Linked DNA regions of Mus musculus: region 2 is linked to region 1. Evidence: chromatin contacts called from public Hi-C data. All regions are on one chromosome and are shown on one strand. The core of a region is the stretch at or near the end of the contact, and the rest is flanking DNA. Distances in the headings are between cores, read along the strand shown.

Evidence for each region. Hi-C and Micro-C count contacts between places; a contact is called where the count stands out from the background.
Region 2: a contact with region 1 is called in a Hi-C map of regulatory T cells, with 11 times the contacts expected there. The contact joins the promoter of Aco1 here to the promoter of C9orf72 in region 1. A contact is called at or near these places in 6 of 39 promoter capture datasets (the C10 cell line, cranial neural crest, frontonasal cranial neural crest and 3 more) and 6 of 484 Hi-C or Micro-C datasets (CD4 T cells, LSK cells, cortical neurons and 3 more).

What each region holds. Positions count from the first base shown.
Region 1 is chr4:35,223,035-35,230,451 of GRCm38.p6, reverse strand. It overlaps C9orf72 (C9orf72, member of C9orf72-SMCR8 complex), which reads left to right and starts at 4,616. Exons shown (of 11, transcript NM_001081343.2): 1 at 4,616-4,664.
Region 2 is chr4:40,138,509-40,145,131 of GRCm38.p6, reverse strand. Aco1 (aconitase 1) reads right to left here and starts at 1,867. Exons shown (of 21, transcript NM_007386.2): 1 at 1,591-1,867.

The sequences.
Region 1 (7,417 bases), core at 3,367-5,866:
AAGAGGAATAGGAAAAAAAAAGACTCAAGGATAACACTTTTTGGTAACTGGAATGACAGTTCAATGAGACATCCGACATATTCCAATCACAGTCTGCTAAAAAGGAAATGAATCCACAGGTAACCATATGGTCTTGGGTTTTAATTAGTATGTGACAACACTGACAGTCAATTATTCCATACTGCTACTAAATACTGAAAACTCTGCTTACTAAATCCCAATAAATGCAATAAAATATCAACATAAACTGCAGAATGGCTGATGGTTACAGGTAGATGGTGACACTTGGCAGAGATGCTCGGGAGCACATTTGGAGCTGGCCTGAGAAGTGTGTGGTAGGAGAGTGTGCATTACTGCTGTGTCTCCTCCCCATGGGACCAGCGCCATCAGCCTGCACTGCTGGCCGCATCTCTGGTCTATCCAAGTATTAGACATGTACAACCACAAATTCTCTCTTCTTCTAAAGAAACACAATTTCATATTCTCTTTATGATTGCACATTAACATCTAAGATTTAAGATGATGCTTTTGATTTCCTATGTTTTATGAGGTGCATTCCTCCCCCTGAGACTCTATTTGGTTTTTTGTTTGTTTGTTTGTTTGTGTTTGTGTTTGCTTTTGGGTTTTTTTGTTTTTTTGTTTTGTGGGTTTTTTGGGTTTTTTGTTTGTTTGGTTGGTTGATTGGTTGGTTGTTTTGGTTGTGTCCTTTAACAGCTGAGCCAAGTCTCCAGCCCAGGCTTCTGTCCTTAGAAATAGTTACATATAAAGGTAAGGTGCACAGCAGCAATGCACAAGAACAACTGGTCAAAGATGACATTCCTCTCACTCACTAAGGACATTGTTCATAAAATCACGAGTCCAAAGACAAGCAGAAAAGAAATGTGTATTGTGCCCTAATGACTTTTTTTTTTTGCAGTACTGAAGCAGTATCATGTGCTGTTAGGATTATAAAGTGTTGGCTCCAGACAGAAACTCAAGGGTTTTCTATATCATTTCATCCTACTGGCTCCACACACTAAGATTCTATTCGTATTTCAAATGAAGGCAGTATATCATAAAATACATATTTATTAAGTCTTCAGTGAATAAGGAAGCAACCACATGAAATTACATTTCCTAAGAGAAATGAAATGGTCCGTGGTTTATATAGCAATATTCTTCATCCATGTCTGTCATGAAATTGTTCACATGCCAGTCTCAGTCACAACTAATTTCCTGTAATCTTGGTAAGTAGGAGCTAATCAACAAGCCCTTGGTTCCAGCCCTGCAGCAATGCACATCACACTTCTGAAACATATTAGCAGAGAAAATGGAGAAAAGCCTTCCTGACAACTGGCATTTTTGATGAAGCAAGAAGGTTCTCCGTGTTCTGACATATTTATTGGAGTTATAAATACGTGTAGAGTGTAAGAGGGTTGTAAGTCATTCATTACTGTATTTATTATATCTGAGTAGTTACCAAAAAAAAAAATGAAAGTAAAACCATCACTTCTAGAATGTACTGATCTAATTTTCTAGCTCGCCTGATTGCACATAAACCTTACAGCAACCAGGTGACAGATTACTAGGCGTGCTATTTTCCTGCTGAGCAACAGTGTCCTGCTAAAAGACTGCACTGACCAGCTTCCTGTGGGGTCAAGCAAGGAAGCCCCAGAGGAAGGGACTATCAGAGGAGTGCAATGTACCTATGGGAGTCACTTCCACTCCTATTAGAAGGGCTGCAGCCATTGCTTTCTGTGGGTGTTCTGCCATCCACACACAAGGGGAACAAAATGCCCTTGTCATGGATACACAGTCTTACCTAGGGTCACACTGGCCACTCTCTCCATTCCCTCCTTTAAGCCCCCACAGAAAGCTAGCACTGTGGACACTGAGTCACCAAGGAGTGAAGAACTGTCCAGTTCCGTGGTTAACCTAAAGCAGAGACGATACTTAATATCTGTTGTGGTTACAGAGCCCAACCTCTTATTTTGCTTTAGAAATCCCCCTTATCGAGGAGTGTCTGCATGACTGAACATTAGTGAAACATGATAGCTGACATTTTTCTATATCGGGTCTTTAAAGGTGTTGTTCTGGTTGGAAATAGGGGATAGAGTTCTCAGTTCCTGTTTGGAGAGATACTCCCTTTCTTTTTCTTTTCTTTCTTTCTTTCTTTCTTTCTTTCTTTCTTTCTTTCTTTCTTTCTTTCTTTCTTTCTTTTAATGGGATCCCCCCGCCCCCTTGATAGCCTTCAGCATGTAGTGTAGCCTAGGATAATCTTGAACTTCTAATCCTCCTGTCTCAGATTATAGGTGTTTGCCATCTCGTCAGTTCGTTTAGTATTGGGGAGTAAACCAGTACGTGGTAGGCAAGCCCTCTGCCAAATGCCCTCCACTTTCAGCCCTGGAGATATAGTTCTATAGCCAGCATATTTTCACTTAGAGCCTGGAGTTATTTGAGGTAGATTATTTGTAAAGTTTGAGAGGACAGGGTTAAAAATCTATCACACCAATATCATGAATCATATTTCTACATACAGTTAGCATCATTTTCTCTTTGGTTCTCTGGAGGAAAGATGTATTCTACCTTACACCTTTCAGGCAATACAACAATTATGAACCAGCATACCTACTTATTATTTTCTTCCTGATTAATAAAAGTTAGCTACAATCCAATTAAAATATATAGGCTACTTTACCTATGCCTAAGTAATTGTTCCATCTGATGTGAAGAAAAAGGTCTCCACTCATTGATCACAAAATATAAGTTGTATCATGGTTTATTTCATTTCCTGTGGTCATACAATATTTTAGATCGTGATGTTTCATTTTTTTCTCCAAAGAGAGAAAAAGAGAGGAATATGGTAGGGACCAAACCCAGGGAGTCACACATGCTAGGCAAGCCCTCTACCCACGAAGCTACATCCCTAGTCCTTTCTTGGTTTGATTATTTTTTTTAAATAAAACATTTATTCTAGGACTGATATTACACAAAATAAGTTATTTGAGGGACACTGTTTTTGTCTCTAGGTAAAATTTTGAAGGAAAAAAAAAACACTAAGAAGGTATATTCCTTCAAAGTTCCAGTCTTATTCTGAAGTGTAATGTTATGTTAGTTTGACTCACAGACAGGTTTTAAAGAAGGGCTTACTTCAAGAGGACACCAAACAAATACCTTCTATTCCTAGTGGGCTCTGGAATCACAGAAAACTGACCCAATCAATTACATTGATAGCTCTGGCTTACTACAGACAAGCAAATTATCTTAAGTGTGCATGCATGCGCGTGTATGTGTGTTAGTACCTAACACCCACCTGGGAACTTTTCAGCTTTTCAGTGTGGGATATAGTATAAACGTCTATTCCTCGTGTTGTGGATTAGCTGACTGGCCTCACTCAGCTGCCTTCCTTACCTGCAAACTCACCCACTTTGACTACAGCATCGCACTCTTAACCCTAGCCTTCCAAACATGGTCCTATGCTATTTCTGTGTGTCTGGATGTATTTTTAACTCTCAGATGTATACTTCATTTATGAGATATACATCTGAAGACCACGGTACAAAACACTGTAAGAACTTGATAGAATGACAACTGCTAGGTAAAAAAAAAAAAAAAAAAAAAAAAAAAAAAAAAAAAAAGCATACAATACCTGGTGAGAGTTCTATTTTTACCGAAGGTGGTATTGATAGGTATTCTGTTATTAATGCCTTTCTTTTCCCTATAAATGATGAAAAGTTGCTGGAAAATAATAAACACTACTCATCTGTAGTGAAAAGCCACAATACAGTTACAAACCAATCAATCAATCAATAAATCAGACGTCATGGTGTTCTTTTCCCAAAGGTTAAAAAACAAAGTGCACTGTGCTATTTGGCAAAAATGACGTTTAGAAGAAAACACGGTGACTACGCACAGAGGGTGGGGGAATCATTGTGCTTGTTGCGGAGTGAACACGTACAGTGTGCACGCAGACTTACGGCATTTAACCGTGTCATAGGGACCAAAGGAAATCCACTCACTCACTAAATATTTGTTGAGCACCCACTACCTGCCAACTCCCAAACAAAACAAAGCAAAACTACTTACAACCACAAACTACGCTTCGTAACCTAGATAGATAACGCAGGTGACACTATCTATCTAGGTTGAGCTCAGCTCTGCCCATGCTTTTCCTGAGCGGCTCTTGGAAGAAAAGCTACAAAGCCCATGACAGCCTCCGCCTGGCCAGCTGCCACTGGCATCTCAAGGCTGGCAAAGCAAAGTGAAAGCGCCAACCCGGAACTTACGGAGTCCCACGAGGGAACCGCGGCGCGTCAAGCAGAGACGAGTTCCGCCCACGTGAAAGATGGCGTTTGTAGTGACAGCCATCCCAATTGCCCTTTCCTTCTAGGTGGAAAGTGGTGTCTAGACAGTCCAGGGAGGGTGTGCGAGGGAGGTGCGTTTTGGTTGCCTCAGCTCGCAACTTAACTCCACAACGGTGACCAAGGACAAAAGAAGGAAACAAGACTGCAGAGATCCGCACCGGGGAGCCCTGCAGATTCTGGGTCTGCTGTGGACTGGGGGCGGGACTGCGACTGGGCGGGCCTGGGGGCGTGTCCGGGGCGGGGCGGTCCCGGGGCGGGGCCCGGAGCGGGCTGCGGTTGCGGTCCCTGCGCCGGCGGTGAAGGCGCAGCAGCGGCGAGTGGGTGAGTGAGACGCGCGGGCGGAGGGGGGCTGCTGCCACGGTCGGCTCGCGGGCCGGCCGGCTCCGGGTACCAGCGGGGTTTTTTTCTCCTTCGAGGTGAACTCCTCCCTGTCCCCCGGGCGAAAGAGCCCTTGGCCTTGCAGGAGTTGCGGGGGCCGCGGCGGTGCGGAGGGGATGGGGATGGGCCTCATCTTTGCTGTCCGCCCGCGCTCCCCGATCCCGACCCGGAGCGTCTCCCGGGCCCTTGAGGGAACCCTCCGGGAGTACGGCGAGCGCGGCCCCCACCGCCACAAGCCTGGGCCCCAGGGGCCTGGCCCGGCGACAGCTGGTGGGTCCTGCGACCCAGTCAGGTCTCCCGAGGGTCCCCGCCCGGGAGGAGAAAGCGCCGGTGGGATGGAGTAAGGACGGACAGAACAACACGCAGGCAGGATTTCGCAGAAGTTTGCAAGGAGTGCGGATGCCCACTTACATGGGCTGCTACTCTTACCAGGTTGTTCCCCAGTTCTGTGGGACGTGACCTGGTTGCCTCACAGCTCCGCGGTTGTACAGACTTATTAAAGGAAGTGACCATTGTGACTTGGGCATCACTTGACTGATGGTAATCAGTTGCAGAGAGAGAAGTGCACTGATTAAGTCTGTCCACACAGGGTCTGTCTGGCCAGGAGTGCATTTGCCTGGGAGGGATTGGTTGCGCTTTCTGGTGTGGGGACTATTAGGCTCTTGTAGAGTTTTGTCCCGGCAGATGGATAAATTTCTTGTTACACTGTTCCCGTTCGTCACCAGTTGAGAAAAACGGGTACACAGTCTGTCTCAGTAGTACTTTTACTTTATATTAAGGGCCCAAAAGGGACTGGAAAATACTTTAAGATAGAATCGTTAGTCCACTTGGAAAACTTAAAATATGAGAGAGAGAGGGGGGGGGGAGAGAGAGAGAGAGAGAGAGAGAGAAAGGAAGGAAGAAGGAGGAAGAGGAGGAGGAAAGAGATTGAGATTATGTTAATAATATGGAATCAGAATATTTGAAATATAGTAAGCGTCCCCTCAGTTAAAGAGGACATTCCAGGAGGCCCCCAGTATAGCCTGAAATCTCAGGAAACGCCTACATACACCCATCGTGTGGATATAGGTGTTTTCCCTTCATTACATTTCATACACAGATGTTAAAGTTTAGAAAGTAGGCACAATAAGAGATTACAAATAACTGATAATAAAGTCGAGCCATTGCAGCTGCTCTGTAAAAGTCCTGTGAATGTGATCGCTTTGTGTTTCAAAGTAACTTACTGTACTTCACCCCTGTTAAGCAAAACAAGATTCACCTGAACGCAGGCACCTTGGTACCTTGGCAGACACCAGATCTGATAACCAAGAGGATGGAGAAGTAGTGGCAGACAGTGTGGAGAGCATGAATATGCTAGACAAAAGGGTGAATCATAACCTAGGAGCAGAAAGCAGGTATTTCATCATCCTCCACAGTAAAAACCTATGTCACGTAAAAAACCTACAAGTAGTTTTTCTTTTACTCTTTTTGAATGAAAGCTTGCTACAGGCACTGAAAGTTAAAATAATCTGTGGATCAGGAGGAACAGGGGTTTTCTGTCTGAGTCACTGCTGACTAGCACCTCAGTGACCATTGGCACTGTGGGAAACCCCAGAGTCAGTTGGAAACTTCGAAACTAAAGGTGACGGTGTTCTTATTTCATAGAACACAAAAAATAAGAGGGGTTACAGCCTGCGCTGCAGACTGGACATTCAACAAGCATTTAAATTTCTGGGAGACAAATGTAAATATAACTTTAAAAGTTGGTAAAATACTCTGTTTGGCTATGTTGGCCATCCAATGTTTGCTTTTAGAAAATGACTGAATGGATAAAACGTCTATCTTTTGAGCCTGCCCTAGACCCCCATGTTGAGTGAATACTGTCCAAGTGTTAGGTTAGCCGGCCTGAGAAACTTGGATCTAGGCAAGATGGCACAGTCCTGGTGTCATGAGTATGCATGTGAGTTTTGGCTGAAATTGAACATTTGTAGAGAATGACAAAGGCTGGTCTGGCAAGTAGTCCACTGTCTTTACAGTGGTCTTGGTTAGTTCCTGTTTGGCTGAGAGGGCTGGTTGATGGCTGTCCTGCCCCTCTTCCCACAAGTGGAAGCCTTATGGTATAATTCTTGATCACAGTAGCAGTAGGCAAATGAACTTCCTCAAAGCAGCCTGGAAAGCTGATTTTTTTTTCTTTCTTTCTCTTTTTTTTTTTTTTTTCACAAGGTTAAAGAAAAAACAAAGGGCTTCAAATGTGCCAGTCTGCTAACAGTGTTAACATGTTTATTAACATAAATAAACTTTATTAGTTTTTGGAAGTATTGGTTAAGCCCTCGTGACCCCTGAACTCGGTTTATAGAGTGATGAGTCGTAGCCTCACTCTGGTTTGGACTCTGGCTTCTCTCAGAAGACTCTGTGGCTAATGTTAACCTTCTGAAGTAGCCAGAAAACATATAAGCAAAAGTCTGTGAGGTTGAAATGAATTTTTTGGCCACATTTGTATATGGGTTCCCACCAATGCTAACTTCAGGTGTTAGTAATATCAGACTCACAGCTTCCCTGATTACACTTCGCTATAAGACTTTATTTTTTAGGTCATAGGAATTTCCCCTTTTTCATGATTCCTAAATCATGAAATAACATAGTCTAAAAATACGGTATTCCTGAAATAAACAATTTCTAAGTTTTAAGCTGCGTGCTATTCTGAACAGTCTGATGCC
Region 2 (6,623 bases), core at 618-3,117, 4.9 Mb before region 1:
TCAACAATGTGTATAACAAGAACACAAGGGCTCAGATCCCAGCCCCCTTCTCCCGACTGTGGGAGCAACAGCATGAGGACAATCATTTCTAATGTATTACTTAAAGTGCTGAAGCTGCTCAATCAGAACACAATAGCCTCTTTGGGTAGAGGATTAAGAAACTTGTTTGCTTTGAGGTATACATTTTTTGATAATATGTATATAACTTCTATCTCAAATTCCTGTAGACAGCATGAAACAAAGGAAAGACTCTAATGCAGGGTTCCATCTATCACACACAGACACAATGGGCAACTGCTTTCCAGTGGCAGAGGCAGGACCACACACAGAGCTCACCAGGAATGTGGAAGTGGCAGAATTCGGAGACTGGGACACCATACTTCAACAGACCCAAGGCTAGAAACCCCCAACAGAACTGAACACAGGGATAAGGAGGCAAAAACATGCCACCTGGTGTTTTAGACATGACCTCTCAACTGCTTGGTAATCTTACAGCAACCCCTACACATTTGGCATGGTCTAGTCACACCCACCTCCCTGAACTCACAGGTCTGGTGTGCTACATCAGGTTTACACACATCAACTCAGCAGGCACAGAAACAACCAAGGCACACATGAACATCACCCAAAGCCACCACCAACTGTGGGGATCTCGTATTCCGTTGGAAAGTGAGGTCCAGAGTGCTCCTGGGTATCAGAGGTTAACTCCTCCACGGTGCGGAATGGAAGAACCATAAATAAAGTGGCAAACCCAGTGAACTATGCCTCCTAAGCACTGGCTACTTCGGTGGTTCTAAAGTATGCTGCAGAGAAACACAGGCGCAGGTGTTTGGACGGTCAAAACCACTCTTTAAGCAATACAATGTTACATTTTCACCAATATACTTAAAAGTCTTCAGAAGCTACATGACCTGTCATACTGCAACAGGCTGAGTGTCTTCTAAGCAGAGATTTGCAGGAAGGTTAAAGAATGCCATTCTTAATAACAGTGTTTTGGAAACTACAGAATCGGTCTATCTGAATTAAGTATATTAAGTGTCTATACGCTGTATTTATACACTGCAAAAATCAATAGGTACAATCTATATAACAAAGGTTCTTTAGGCGCGCTGCCGGTCCTAAATGCAAAAGTTCGGCAACTTCTGCTGGGAGGCTGTCATGCGTGCTGCAGGGAGATCTGCGGTTCTAGTGCACTGGGCTGGCCAGAGTGGTACAGTCCCGTTCTCCTTGGGTTTCTCAATCAATCACCTTGGACTCTATGCCCTTCCACTGAGGGGGCTCTTACCCTCACCCCGCCTGCCTTCGCCCCGTGCTGGGGACTCCAATCTGCCGGGCACAATCGTTCCTTTCTATCCCGTGGGCTGGGCCTGGCACAATGACACCCCGGCGGTGCGGCCCTCACACCAAGGCGAGAACTCCCGGGGCGCCGAGTAGAGCCACTCCCAGTCCAGAGCGACGCAGGCTGGGGAGCGAGTAGAGAGGTCACCCCAGGAGCCAGCTCCACCGCCTCCCCGCAGCTCTCCCCGTGTCCTCGGGTCTGCACCCGTGGGAAAGGCCTGCACGGACGCCCCGGGGCCGCGTGGTACTCACCGCTCACAGTGCAGTTCCCGGAGCACACAGGCGGGTGCTAGCAATGTCCCAGGCCGACTCCGCGCTCCTCCCACTGAGCGGTCCTCCGGACGCTCCGGCAGCGAGGCGGGACCGGTGGAGAGCGGGCCGGAACCAGCTGCTGCGGGAGAGGGGCGGGGCCCGGGCCTCACTCCGCCCCCCGAGGGGCGGAGCCTGGGCACCTCCTCCCTCTAGAAGCTGCAAGCGATGGCTGAAGCTTGCAGTCTAGTCCGGGTGCGCCCTCCCTTCGGAACCTTCCGATCTTGGCAGATGGGCGGAGTCTAGGGCCTATTCCGCCCCAAGGCCCAGATCTGACTTGAGGTTGCGGCCAAGGGGCAGAGCTTGGGAACACCTCTTCTTTCCAGAGCCTGAAGGCAGACCATACCGAGGGACGAGTCCCAGGCCCCTACATGGCCAGGTTTAGGGGCTGGGCACCGTCCCACCCCTAGAACAAGAGACTCGTGGCCACGGACGGGGGCGGAGCCTAGGACCTGCTCCACCCCTCTGTACCTCCTAGGCCCGAAGGCCCGAAGCTGAAGGCTATTGATCTTCGTGGCTCCTCCCCATAGGCGGGAGAAACTGGGCCCCGAGGCTGCATCTAGCTTTGCTAGTGGCTCAGTCCCAGGAAGTGTAGAGCCGATTTCTAGGCTTTTCCTCTTTTGGAGCGTGGAGAAGGCTGACTGTCCCTCACGAGGGGCAGAGTGTGACATGTAACTGCCTGACTAACGTAGGGAGCCTTAGGATTTCTGTTGCTGCGATGAAACGCCATGACCAAAAAGCAAGCTGAGGAGAAAGGGGTTTATTTGGCTTACACTTCCAATTCACTGGAGGAAGTCAGGACAGGAACACAAGCAGGGCTAGAACCTGGAAGCAAGCACTGATGCAGAGGCCGTGGGGGTGATGCTTAATGCCTTGCTTCCATGCCTTGCTCAGCCTGCTTTATCATAGAACTCAGGACTACCAGCCTAGGTGAGACCACTCACCATGGGCTGGGCCCTCTCCCATTGAGAAAATGGTGAGAAAATGCCTTACAGCTGGATCTCATGGAGGCATTTTCTCAACTGAGACTCCTTCCTCTCTGATGACTAATTTGTGTCAAGTTGGCACACAAAACGCCACCTTTCTTTTAAATGCTGGGTGGTAAGTACGTTTTCTGAGTGCCTCTTCCAGTGTCCCCCACCTCCTCCACCTTGCCCTTCACTTCCTATTCCTACCCCAACTACTGTTTTGTTTTAGATTTCTTCCCGAGGGTTTAGTTGTTTGGGGTTTTTGGTTTGATTTTTGAGTCAGATACTCATGGGCCCCAGGCAGGCTTAGAGCTCATTGTTTGGTGGAACTCCCCAGACCTTGGACTCCCTACATCTACCTTTAAAGTGCCGGGACTGCAGGTTCTGTCCCACCACACCCAGCTCTTATAAAAGGCAGTTTCTCCGTTATTACTAGCTCAAAGCACAGGAAGTATACATCAGGAGCACACTTCAACATGTCTGTAGCTTACACAGAATGCAAACTTTCTATATATAAAACTTGGTTTTAGCCTACAGCAACCCATTAATTACAGCACATGCTGTCCACCGATCTAAAGTCTGAGCTGTGAGACTGAGTGGGGGTTCCGTCCATGCTTAGCAGTTTAGCCTCTCAAGTCAATGTGAATTTGGAAACATGATTGATTAGCTCTAGATGAAAGGATGTAAGGTTTTGCTGCCCAGATCATTTGGAAATTCAGTGTAGGCTTCTACATTGAGTTAACACGAACGAGCATCATATAGGGAGAATGACTAGTAACTAGTATGTCAAGCACTTGGCTAGCGATGGGTTTTGCTGCTCTAGGTTGCTCCCTTAGTGTTGAAGGCCCTGAGTTCCAGGAACTCATCACAGGGTGGATTTGAGTTCCAAGCTGTCCAAGCCTAAGGCTGGTTATTCCAGGTACTCAGGGCAGAGGTGTATTGCTCTTGCTTCCTTCTGCTCTGCAGCAGGTAGAGTTATAACTCCTGATCTTTGGCTGAGACCAAGCTTTACAGTCTCTGCTTTTTGTTCTTCAGAGCCCCTGCCTGTCTTTACACTTTTGCTATTCCTATATAGTCATAGTTTCTTGCATTTTCTTTGGAAACCCTTTAACCACTCCCTAGTGTTATAGTTCAGAGCTCTTGAAGGGCTCGGGAACTCTTAGCTGCCTTCTGTGTTGTTGCTCTGAGCTTTGGCCGTTGGGGTCTCTTAGATCTTGATGACTCTGGAATGCTTCAGCTACCTCATCATTGCCAATGCCAGTGCTGCTGTCTGTGCCATCAGATATGGAAGTCGCATTTTCCTCCATACAACCTGCCTAGCTTGATTAAGACTGTAGACAAAGAGATTATTTGTTAGGTGTTGTGCTAGGCCTAATATTGCAATCCCAGAAGAAGTCTCGAAGATTAAAAAAACAATTAGGGGAAACAGTCTTCTCACATAGCCGGAAGGGGACTATGACATACTTGTGTATGGACTGTAATTCCACCAACCACAGCCCCTGCATGTGCATAGTTCTACCTTACCAATCACAAGTGCTGCATAAACAAACTGACAAGCTTTACTTAAGAACCAATCACAGCAAGCCCCACATTGCACCAATCACAGTTTGTTTTTCTTCCCGAGTCAGTAGAGAGTTACTCTCTTCTCCAGTCTGGAGGAAGAACTAACTTCCCAATGAGCAGACTCATCTAGAATTTACTATCTCTGTTTTATGGAGAACAGAGTCTTCCAAAGCCAGTGCAGTTTGCTGAAGAGGTCGTGATTGGAACAGCAGCTCCTGGATCAAAAGTTTTAGCTTCAACAGCAGCCAGTAGGTGCAGTGCTGCTTGTTTCTGTGAAATAGCTAACTGTTGAGTAGCAGTATCCTCCTAGCCTTGCACTTTGGAAGGAAACTTCTTAAGCTATAAACTTCTTAAGCTATAAGGGGAGGTGAATCAACGGGATGTTTCAAGACGGGATATTTAAAGGGAGATGAAACACGCCATCCTGCAGGGAATCTTCTTAAAACGGTAAATAAATGACTCAAAATAGCTCCAGGAAGTCCCTAGAACTGACCAGAATCACTCCCTGCTTCAAGCACCTATAAACAGTAAGAATTGTTCAGAGTCACTCTCAGACAAGCCAAGCTGCCTGGAAGAAGCAAAGACCAGCAGAGCTGCCTGGAAGAGATCCGTACCAACTATGCAACTTAGAAAAAACACTCCAAAACACTGAATTGCTTGTGGGATGTGCATTGTGTCCCACGTTTCTAGTTTGTGTGAACTGTCATCCATGATAGGGTGGGCTTGGTGATACAGATGTCTTTGAGTAATTTCTGCTCCTATAAGTAACCCCTCACACATATTTCTATAAGTAACACAAATAAAACTCACTGGTTTGATAGTTGGACTTTGACAGTGTCTGTACTTTGGTCTCTGATCAGTTTCCTGTCTGGGATGAGTAGACATTTCTTCATATCTCTCTAGGAATGGTGTCTCAGCATTTCCCCAGGGCATCTATGGTGCATTTAAAGCAACCACAATGCTCTGATGAGTCTGCCAGTTGCCAAGAGAAGCTGCTTTGTAGAGAGAGCCCCACCCAAGGACATAGGGTACAAAAAAACATGTTTGGCAGTTGTTGATCTCTGGCACCCAATAGCTTAACTTATTAGGAGGGAACGTGATCATTTGAAATGTGCTTGAAATAAAGTCTTATCATCTGTACGTAATTATGCTTAATCTCTAGCCAGATGTCAGTGGGGGAAGAGTTGGTCCTTCTCATCTGTCTAAATAGTCTGTACAGTTAATGCTGTTACCATGCACTGCTCCCACTAGAAGTAGAGACCCGTGGTTGAACTTTTACATGTCACTCAATTCAGCTCCTCCAACCACCACTGAAGAGTTGCCAGGTATGAAATGTGCCACTGTATATCTGACTCTTGCGTTTCCATGTATGCTTCTCCCATCATGCTACACAATGTTACCCTGGACTATTCTTAATTTTGAAGAGGAGGTATAATTTCTGTATTCTAACAGGAGGCTTTCCACCCACCTCCCAAATTCCATTCACAATTTTTTTTTCTTGGATGCCCTGGGCATTAAGGTGAGAGTGGAAGGCTGGGAGTAGTCAAGCTGATTTGAACTTGTCCTGAGGTAGGCCTATCTTAAGGTTCAGTGACAACGTGAATATAACTGATAACTAGTGAAGAAAACAATTCAATCATAGATGTGAACAGAAAGGCGACAGCTAACATGCTTAGCAACATATGGGAGGTTCCTATACCCTTCTTCTTGGCTGCTCTTTGCCATGCCATCAGTGGCATGGTATTTGGGAACATAGTGGCCTCTCTTCCACTACTGTCCTTGCTGCCTCTCTGTGATATTTAACTGTGGTGTTGAATTTTAGACATTTTAATTTCCTATAGGCTTTTCCAACTCTGTACTTTTATGATTCAGGTCTTCATTTTTGGATCCTCTGTTTGAGGCCCATCCACTATACTCTTGTTCATCTTGTGTCAGATGTAACTCTATAAGCTGATAAGTTTTCCTTGATCTGTGTGATGGTTTATATATGCTTGGCCCAGAGAGTAGCACTATTTGGAGTTGTGACCCTGTTGAAGTAGGTGTGGCCTTGTTGGAGTAGGTGTGTCACTGTGGATGTGGGCTTTAAGAACCTTATTCTAGATGTCTGGAAGCCAGTATTCTGCTAGCAGCCTTCAGATGAAGATATAGAAATCTCAGCTCCTTCTGCACCATGCCTGCCTAGATGCTGCCATGTTCTCGCCTTGATGATAATGGACCGAACCTCTGAACCTGTAAGCCAGCCCCAATTAAATGTTGTTTTTATAAGTGTTGCCTTGGTCATGGTGTCTGTTCACAGCAGTAAAACCCTAACTAAGACAGTCTGTTACTATGCAAAATTCCTGCCACTCTGAGCTGAAGCCTGCTATGTCTCCCTCATTTTAAATGTATTATCAAAATTAACTTCAGTCCCCATACAGGGTAAAAACCCTTACTCATCTTCACATT